Linked DNA regions of Mus musculus: region 2 is linked to region 1. Evidence: chromatin contacts called from public Hi-C data. All regions are on one chromosome and are shown on one strand. Each heading gives the region's core, a stretch centred on a gene start, on an enhancer-like site or on the middle of the called end of the contact. The rest is flanking DNA. Distances are from core to core; before and after follow the strand shown. Region 1 overlaps Erc1 (ELKS/RAB6-interacting/CAST family member 1). Region 2 holds the start of Erc1 (ELKS/RAB6-interacting/CAST family member 1).

Region 1 (4,066 bases), core at 1,026-3,525:
ATCTGATGTCCTCACTTAGTATTTCTCCAGTCTCATCCATTCTCTGCATTTCATGATTCCCTTTTCCTTATAGCTGAGTACTGTTCTGTTGTATCTGCCACATCTTCCTTACCCATTAATCAGGTGATGGGCATCTAGGTTAATTCCATTTCCTAGCTATTGGGAATAAAGCTGCAATGAACGTGAGTGTGCAAGCATCTCTACCATAGGACGTAAGGTCCTTCAGGTCCATGCCTTCGAGTGGGATGAGTGGGTCATGTGGTAGCTTTAAATGATCTGCTTCTTCCGCGACTTCATTTTTTAATACATTGGAATACATTGTATAATTAGATAGAGGTGTCCATTCTTTGGTCATACAACTTTGTAATATTGTTTGAAGACTACAAAATTTCTTGCTTACAAACAGCTACCACCATCACCAGGACCATGACCACAACCACCACATACTCAAAAAACTTCAAAGTAACAAAATCCCAGCCCAATTGGTCTTGCCTCAGCCCTCTTTGGTCAGAATACTTATTGAAGGCTTCTCATCTCGATGGGAATTGTCTCTGTGCTTATATTTAACCCAGTATCTTGAGCAGAAGTGGCTTTGTACTGTATCACGGTTTGCTGAGAAACTAAGGTAGATTTTATTTCCTTTCAGTTTTGGATTCCATTTTTATAAACTGAGCAGGGCTTGTTTTTGGAGTTGGTCCATGTACTCTCTCTGAGATAGCTGGGGTTATTTCAGTCTTTGTTCCCAGACTTAGTGCTGGAGAGTGTGCCTGTGGCTGTTGTATCTGACTGAGGTTTGCTTCTTGTATGGCCCTTCCTTTGTTTCCTATATGTTTTTCTTTTGTTTGTTTTATCCTGTTCCTGTTCCGCTGGGGTTTATGTATCTTAATGTTGCAATGTGCATGTTCTCTCTGTATCACTGCCATTCTCAGATAGCCAGTCTTTCATAAATAATGCTGCCATCACCAGGTTTCTGTGTCTGCATCGTTCTGGGTTAAGTGTGTGTATGTAAGGCTCAGTCTTCTGAGCAATTGTTGCTCCTGTTGCTGGATTTTACTTGATCACAATTACAGCCATCAATTTGAGCTATACCTCTTATATGCTCTCTGCTTTAAATACAACCAGCCTGCGCTCTCTCTTGCTAGGTTCTATGTGCTAGTATATTGCACATAGTTAGTTTTTTTTCTCTCTCTTGCACAAGAATCTTTGAGGTTGATGTTTCTATGTTGGGACACTTGTATTTGGAGACACGATCTCATGTAGTCCAAATTGGTCATAAACTTGCTGTGTAGCTATGACTTTCTGATTCTTCTGCCTCTATTTCTTGTGTGTTGGGAGTATAGTTGTATGCCATTCCTGGTTTATGTAGTGTTAGAAACTGATCCTGGGGCTTTGTGCATATTAAAAAAAAATCAGTCTGCCATTTGAGTTGCATATCCATTGTGGGATACTCTTTTAAGTAGCCCCTGATAGATCTGCAATTCCATCTTGTACTTTAGCATGTACAATTTACTTCTAGAAGGTATTCAACACTGTTTAAACTGATGAAATTTAAACAAAAGAAAATTCTTTGATTTTCGTATTACTTCTTTAACTTTAAAAAGTTATCAGAATTATTCTTTGTGGATGAAGGTAATAAATGAACAGTTCCTTTCCCATGTTGGTTCTTAAGAAAATTGTTGTGTTTCTTAGAAGATGTATTAATGGGATTCTTTCGATTTAGTGTAGTAACACTCTTTGACCAACTACAGTTTTTCCAGTTGAAACTAATCACTTACCAGTTCACTTTCAATAAGAGAAATGAAGGTGTCATAGGAACAAGAGGGGTAGATATTAAAAAAAGAGATTGTCTTACATGTTTGTGATGATTTTAGAGGCTGGTTAAGCAAGTCTGAAATCTAGTTCCAGGAATGGAGGTTTATAATCTGGATGGCATTTGTAGAGGCACAAGCCAAAGCAGGGCTCCTTTGTCTCTCATGTAACCTCAGCCCTGTTTCCAACACCTAAATAATTCATCGTGTTCACTCAGGTAATATCCCCTAGTATAGTGACTAGTGTGTGTGTATGTGTGTGTCTGTGTGTGTGCACATGTCATACATGGTTACACCCATGTGTGCCAGAGTTCAATGTCAGGTGCTTTCCTCAATCACTCTTCACCTTATTTTATGTGACTTTTTATTTTATCTCATCGAACCTGAAGCTCTCTGGTCAGCTGGCCTCACTGGCCAGAAAGCCCCAGGATCTGTGCTCTGGCCCTCATGTTTGCATAGCAAGCACTTTGCTGGCTCGCTGTGGCCTTGGCGAGTTAATGTTCATGGAAACCACCATTCAGTGGCTATGGATAGTCTCCATAGAGAAAACAAAGTGAAGAATAAGATGTCCTAGTCTGAATAAATAGATTTAGATTACCTCATGCTTTTCCTCTCCATTGCTGTGATAAAGCACCCATCCAAACCAGCTTGGTGCGGAAAGTGTTTATTTGGCTCCCTCTTCCACCCCATAGTTCATCATTGAGGGAAGCCAGGGCAGGAAGTCAAGCAGGAACCTGGAGGCAGAAACTGAAGTAGAGATATATCAAAGAGGAACACTGCTTTCTGGCTTGCTCTCAGGTGGCTCAGTTTCCATTCTTATACAGTCTAGGGCCACCTGCTTGGGGGTGCTACTGGCCACAGTTGGCTGAGTTTTCTCATGTCAATCATTAATCAAGAAAATGCCTTACAAACATGTCTATAGGCTAATCTGGTAGAGGTAATTCTTCAGTGAAGATTCCCTCTTCCCAGGTAATTCTAGTCTGTGTCACATTTGGAAAAAACCACCCAGCATACCTCTGGAAACTGAATACTGCTACTAAAAATGTGTCTTCTATACTTAGCATATTAGTTTCCATATAGATCTATAAATAATAGGCTTGTCTATGGCATTTCATGCCAGCTCACATCTAGTGTCTCTTGGTCAATCTCTTGGTCCTACTCTTTCCCTACTCCTTCCACTCTGTGGTCTCTCCAAGTCCTAGCACTGGGTCTGCTCTCCAGCTCTGCCCACTTAAGGGATGTGAAAGCTGATCCAGCCATGTTTGTTGTGGAATATGACTTGAAATTTGCCAAGATGTCCTGTCCACCCTATACCTGGGTTTGCCCAGAATATCATTTTTAGGTTATAGACAACTTATTAGGATTTAGCTTCCTGGATATTTTTGTCTCTGACTAGAGAGGAAGAATATATATCTGTGACCTCAGAGGCGTGTTCCCACATCCTAGCACAGTGTCCCCACTCACTTACCCTGCTACCTCTTTAATAGAATTGACAGTAAAAACAATCTCTAGTTTTCAGCCACACAGAGCTGGCTTTCAGTTGACCCCAGCACATGTGGAAGTCATAGGTCATCTTCCCTTTTGCTCTCTAATAATTTTAGTTTTTTGAGACCAGGAAAGTCTTCCATCAAACCTGAGGCTCCAAATTTGGGCCAGGGTGGTTAGCTGATGACATGCCTGTTTCTGTTCACAAACAATGCGGTTACAGATGTGTGTCAGTATTCTTAGCTCTTACAAGGGCGCTAGTGATATGAACTCAGACCCTCTTGCTTGTGCAGCAAGCTTCTTACCCACCGAGTCATTTCCCAAGTACCCACCTTCTTTATTTGAGTCTGAGTCTCTTTGAAGCCCTCCGCAGGCTTTGAACTCTTGATCTTCCTGCCTCAAAACTACAGGTGTGAACCACTGGCTTCTTTTTCTCCCCTCCCCTCCCCCTCCCCTCCCCCTCCTCTCCCCCTCCCCTCCCCCCTCCCCTCCCCTTCCCACCTCCCCTCCCCCTCCCCTCTCCCCTCCCCTCCCCTCCTAAATTGTTGATCACACATGAAATTTTATTCATTTACTTATTTACTTTTTGGTCAGATGTGAAGATAAAGATTCAGTCCACCATGGCAGGGAGCCAGGGTAGTATGAGAGGTTGTTCACGTTGCATTGGCATTTATAGAGCTGATAGAAAGAAATATTGATTCTTTGCTTTCTTTTCCATTTTAAAAAAACATCCTTCTGCTGAAGGGGTTTGCAGCCCCATAGGAGGAACAACA
Region 2 (4,066 bases), core at 918-3,417, 110 kb before region 1:
AATTGAAAAACAGAATGGTCCCAGCATTTCAGATAAAAGACATTCTGTCTTTATATTATCTAAACTATATATGAGTGATACTGGAGATGGGTCATCCTGAGGCAAAATCCTCTCTAGCTAAGAAGCAGACCAGTTACACACTTCCAGGATACAAAGCTGGGACATACACAGGACAGATATTTTCATCCCAAAAGAGAGAAACTGGAGAAGAGGAAGGGGACCAGGTGCCAAGCACATACAAATCCCCCGGGGAGTGCCAGGTGTAGTGTCACTTGCTTGCAATCTCATCATTAGGGAGACTGGACCAGCTACTGTTGTGAATTCCAGGACATCCTGGACCATGCATCGAACAGATAAACAAAACCCCCAACAGAGACACATACACCTATAGCAAGGCAAGCGCCTCTTTACTTATTATACAGAGAAGTATCTGGAAAAACAGCCCATAAAGAATGGCTTGAATGGGTGAGTACCTAGATATCTAAGAAATGAAATCTCAATTTCTCAATTTCTCTCTCTCTCTCTCTCTCTCTCTCTCTCTCTCTCTCTCTCTCTCTCTCTCTCTGTGTGTGTGTGTAAGGAACCAGAGTATGACATCAGGTGTCTTCCTCTATTGCCCTCTGCCTTGTTGCCTTGAGACAGGGTCTTTCACTGCATCAGAAGCTCATCTTTTGGGATCAATCTGTCCTCCTTCTGCAGTGCTGGTGTTACAGATACTTGAAGCCATGCCTGGGTTTTATGTGGGTGCTGGGGATTCAAACTTAGGTTCTCCTGCTTGTAGAGCAAATGCTCGTATCCACTAAGTCATCTTCCCAGCCCCAGAAACGAAATCTTTGAAGATTCTTTTCTGGCTGCTGAATAGTCCCGTTTAGCTGCACACTCTCTAACAATTGGCTGTCATATGTTAGATGTACTGAAGGGGAATCAGTTTAGTGTGCCCAAGGAGCTGTAATGACCCAAGTGCATTTTGGAAGGGAACAATTAGAGAATCTGGAAAGGACAAAATATAGTTTGGTGGATGAACGTGAATACTACAGGATGGGGGAAGATGTTAATGGGATTAGGAAGAGTGTAAGCCGGTTAATTATGATGGTGGGAGGTTAGGGATGAGTAAACCGGTGAGTCTTAGCTCCTCTCATCTCAAAGGCATTTCAAATTAGCTTAATAAGCGCTGTGAGTATGGGGATGAGTGTAATTCACACCACCCTTGGATTTTCGGCTTAGAGATAGCTTATCTACATTTTTAAGATTAGTAACTATGTGTTGCCCCCACCTCCGTATTTTTTTTTTTTTTTTTTTTTTGGCTTGCTCTTGACAAAAGGCAAAGGTTGAAATTCAGCAGCAGAAAACTGGGCTGTCTAAAATAAGGTAGCAGCTGCTTTGTAGTTCGCCTTGCTTGGTGTGAGGGCTAAATAAAAAAGGTAACGCGGTGAAGCATTTGGCACAGTACACTGCATGTGGACATCAGGTTCCGCCCACACTCTTCCTCCCTGGAATGATCCTTGCAAAAAAAGCCACCTACTGAGGCGAGGGTCTTTTGCCATGACCGCTTGGACAGCCCAGATGACTCAAGAGTATTATTGCCTTCCACAGCCTCACAGCGCAAAAGCCAAGGGTGAGAGAAGCTAACTTCTCTTGGACAAAGGGTGTCCAGGCAGCCGTGGCTCTAATGACAAGCCCTGAGCTATTTATTTCCTAAGGTGGCGGCCGTCCCAGGGTTCGGGTAACGGGCTTGCCAAGGAAGGGGCGGGGCGACTCCAGGTTTGGGAAAGGCCACTCCACTCCTGGGGCTTCCAGCAGTCCACGTCCTACGGCAAGCAGGAGGAGACAAACGCCGCCCCTCCTCGTCCGCACCTTCCTCGCTCAATATCGCGGCCCGGGCTCCCGGTGGACGCTCGGCCGTGGGTGTGGGTGTGGGTGTGTGTGTGAGGGGCGGCGCTACGTGTGGCGCAACCCTGCCTCGGCACCCAGTTACCTTCGCGGCCTCGGAGCGCCGCACTTGTCGATCCTGGCGCGCGGTCCCGTGGAGCGGCGTAGCGGGGCGCTTCCCAGTGGGACGAGGGAAAGCCCAGCGGCCCGGGAGAGCGGGAGGCGGGGCGAGGGCGCCGCGCGGGCGACAGGGGGTGGGGCTAGGTGTGCGCGGGGGGCGGGGCGTGGTGACGTCGCGGGCGCCGGTCGTGCTGTGGCGGTGGCGGCGGCGGCGGCGGCTGTGGTAGTGTCGGCGGCAGGCTGTCCGGGAAGCAGTAGCAGCAACCGCAGCAGCAGCGGCGGCCCTGAGGAGAGTAAGGCGGCCGCGTCGGCAGCGGCTCGCTCGTCAGGCGGAACCTCGATCTGCCCAGAGGTCGCAGGCGCCGAGGCATTTGTCGTTTCCTACCCGGCTCGGCGCTCCCGGCCCTGGCTGGGCAGGGCAGAGCGCCCCTGGGGAGGGGCGGAGCTGTAGGTGAGGCTTGGGGACCCCTCCCCCTCCTTTTTGGGCCGGGGGTGGGGAGGAGGATGGGGAGGTCGGGAGGGCGGACCCCGCCCCAGCGCACCCGAGCCCACCGGCGGCCGCGCCCTGCGGAGCTCCCGGATTGGGCGGGAGCGAAGGCGCTGGCGGTAAGGATCGCTGCTGGAGGTGGGAGGTGGGGGGCTTCTGGCCCACCGAGAGCCGAGGGTGGGAGGCATGATGTGGGGCTATTGGGGAGCCCTGGAGTTGGGGTGCGGCCAAGGTGGATCGGATGTAAAATGTTTAAGATGATCTTATTATTTTGAACCTGGTTAGATAGAAGAGGAAAGGTTGTATTTCAGATGGAAAATGAGGCATGGATGTCGCCTTGGAGGTAGCTGGAGGGGCTACTGCAGCAGATCTCACATTGCCACTCTAGGGTTTTGGTTCTTTTCTTGGTCAGATGAGTAGAATTCGCTGAGGGAAGAGAATCCCTTTGCGTTGACTTGGGGTTGGTAAATTGGGAGCGCGAGTGAGTGAGGTTTTTACACACAAGAAGGAAGATGTTGGTGTTTAGACAACTTCATTCTATAGCAACCAACCATGAAGGAGTGAGTCTCATTACTCTTAGCCCCTCAAAAGTGCTATCAGCCTTTTCTTTTCCTTGCCCCCCTCAACCCCCTCTCCTGTGCTTGATCTCTTTGTACCATTTTTCATTTTTGAGTTGACCCGTTAAGAAAAGGCCCTGGACTCAGAGTAATAGTTGCAGGTGGTTGTGGCTGATTGCTTTGAGCGAACTGTGAACAGTTCTGTTGGAGATGACTGTATGAAATTGCTTAAGCGTTTAAAGTGCAACTGTCTCTTACATCTTGTTTTTCAATAGACCTTGATACATTTTGCGTTTATTTAATCATTATGTGTGTGTGCCTGGCATACACACGATAGATTACTCCCTCCCTCTTTGAGGTCAAAGGTCAAAGCTTTTGGGACTTGGTTCTCCCACTGTGGATGGCTGGGATCAAACTTTGGTTATTAGACTTGTGACATAAGCACTTTTTTCTGTTGAGTTATCTGGATGTCCCTATTTTTCCGATTCTTCTTCTGTCTCAGCCTTCCAAGTGTGAGATTAGACATGATCTGGCTTTCTTGAAGATCGATTTTATTTTTTTATTTTCAGGTGTACTTACTGTTGTCTCCCCCCCCCCCCCTTTTTCTTTGGTTTTGTTGTTTTCCGAGACCTGATTTCTCAGTGTAGCCCTGGCTATCTTAGAACTCGCTCTGCCCACCAGGCTGGCCTGCTTCTGTCTCCCAAGTGCTAGAGTTAATGGCATGTGCCACCACACCTGGCTTTATTTCAGTCTTTACTAAATATTAAAAAATGAAATAGAAATTGTTCTTTACGTAAGTACCTCCATTTCTAAGGAATATTGTCAGAGTCAAGGGATTTTACAATGTTCTGGTACCCTGTGGGAACATGTATCGTACGTTGTTGGGAGACATTACTAAGGCGAACAGTGTCCATCAGCATTTTACTCTTTACCACAATAAACCTAAGTCTTTTTTGGATTCTTGTTTTCTATTAGATTATTGTAGTCACGTGCCTTATCATTTATGACAAAATATTTCTTGTTAAGAAAATAG

The links. Hi-C and Micro-C count contacts between places; a contact is called where the count stands out from the background.
Region 2: a contact with region 1 is called in a Hi-C map of liver, with 1.8 times the contacts expected there. The contact joins the promoter of Erc1 here to the enhancer-like site in region 1. A contact is called at or near these places in 1 of 39 promoter capture datasets (liver), 1 of 15 datasets of contacts at CTCF or cohesin (the NIH/3T3 cell line), 1 of 484 Hi-C or Micro-C datasets (liver), 3 of 115 datasets of contacts at active chromatin or transcription factors (the SCID.adh cell line, bone marrow-derived macrophages and embryonic stem cells) and 2 of 9 other capture datasets (adipose tissue and pancreatic islet).

What each region holds. Positions count from the first base shown.
Region 1 is chr6:119,737,405-119,741,470 of GRCm38.p6, reverse strand. All of the region lies in intron 13 of Erc1 (ELKS/RAB6-interacting/CAST family member 1), which reads left to right. Among named protein-coding and RNA genes, the nearest start is that of Erc1, 110 kb to the left of the region's middle. Within about 2 kb of position 2,275, at least 16 of the 459 cell types and tissues checked have an H3K27ac peak or open chromatin away from gene starts, as enhancers often do. A contact at or near this core is called in liver and pancreatic islet, where this site is marked.
Region 2 is chr6:119,846,251-119,850,316 of GRCm38.p6, reverse strand. It overlaps Erc1 (ELKS/RAB6-interacting/CAST family member 1), which reads left to right and starts at 2,167. Exons shown (of 21, transcript NM_053204.2): 1 at 2,167-2,440. It overlaps 3110021A11Rik (RIKEN cDNA 3110021A11 gene), which reads right to left and starts at 2,124. Exons shown (of 1, transcript NR_030776.1): 1 at 1,288-2,124.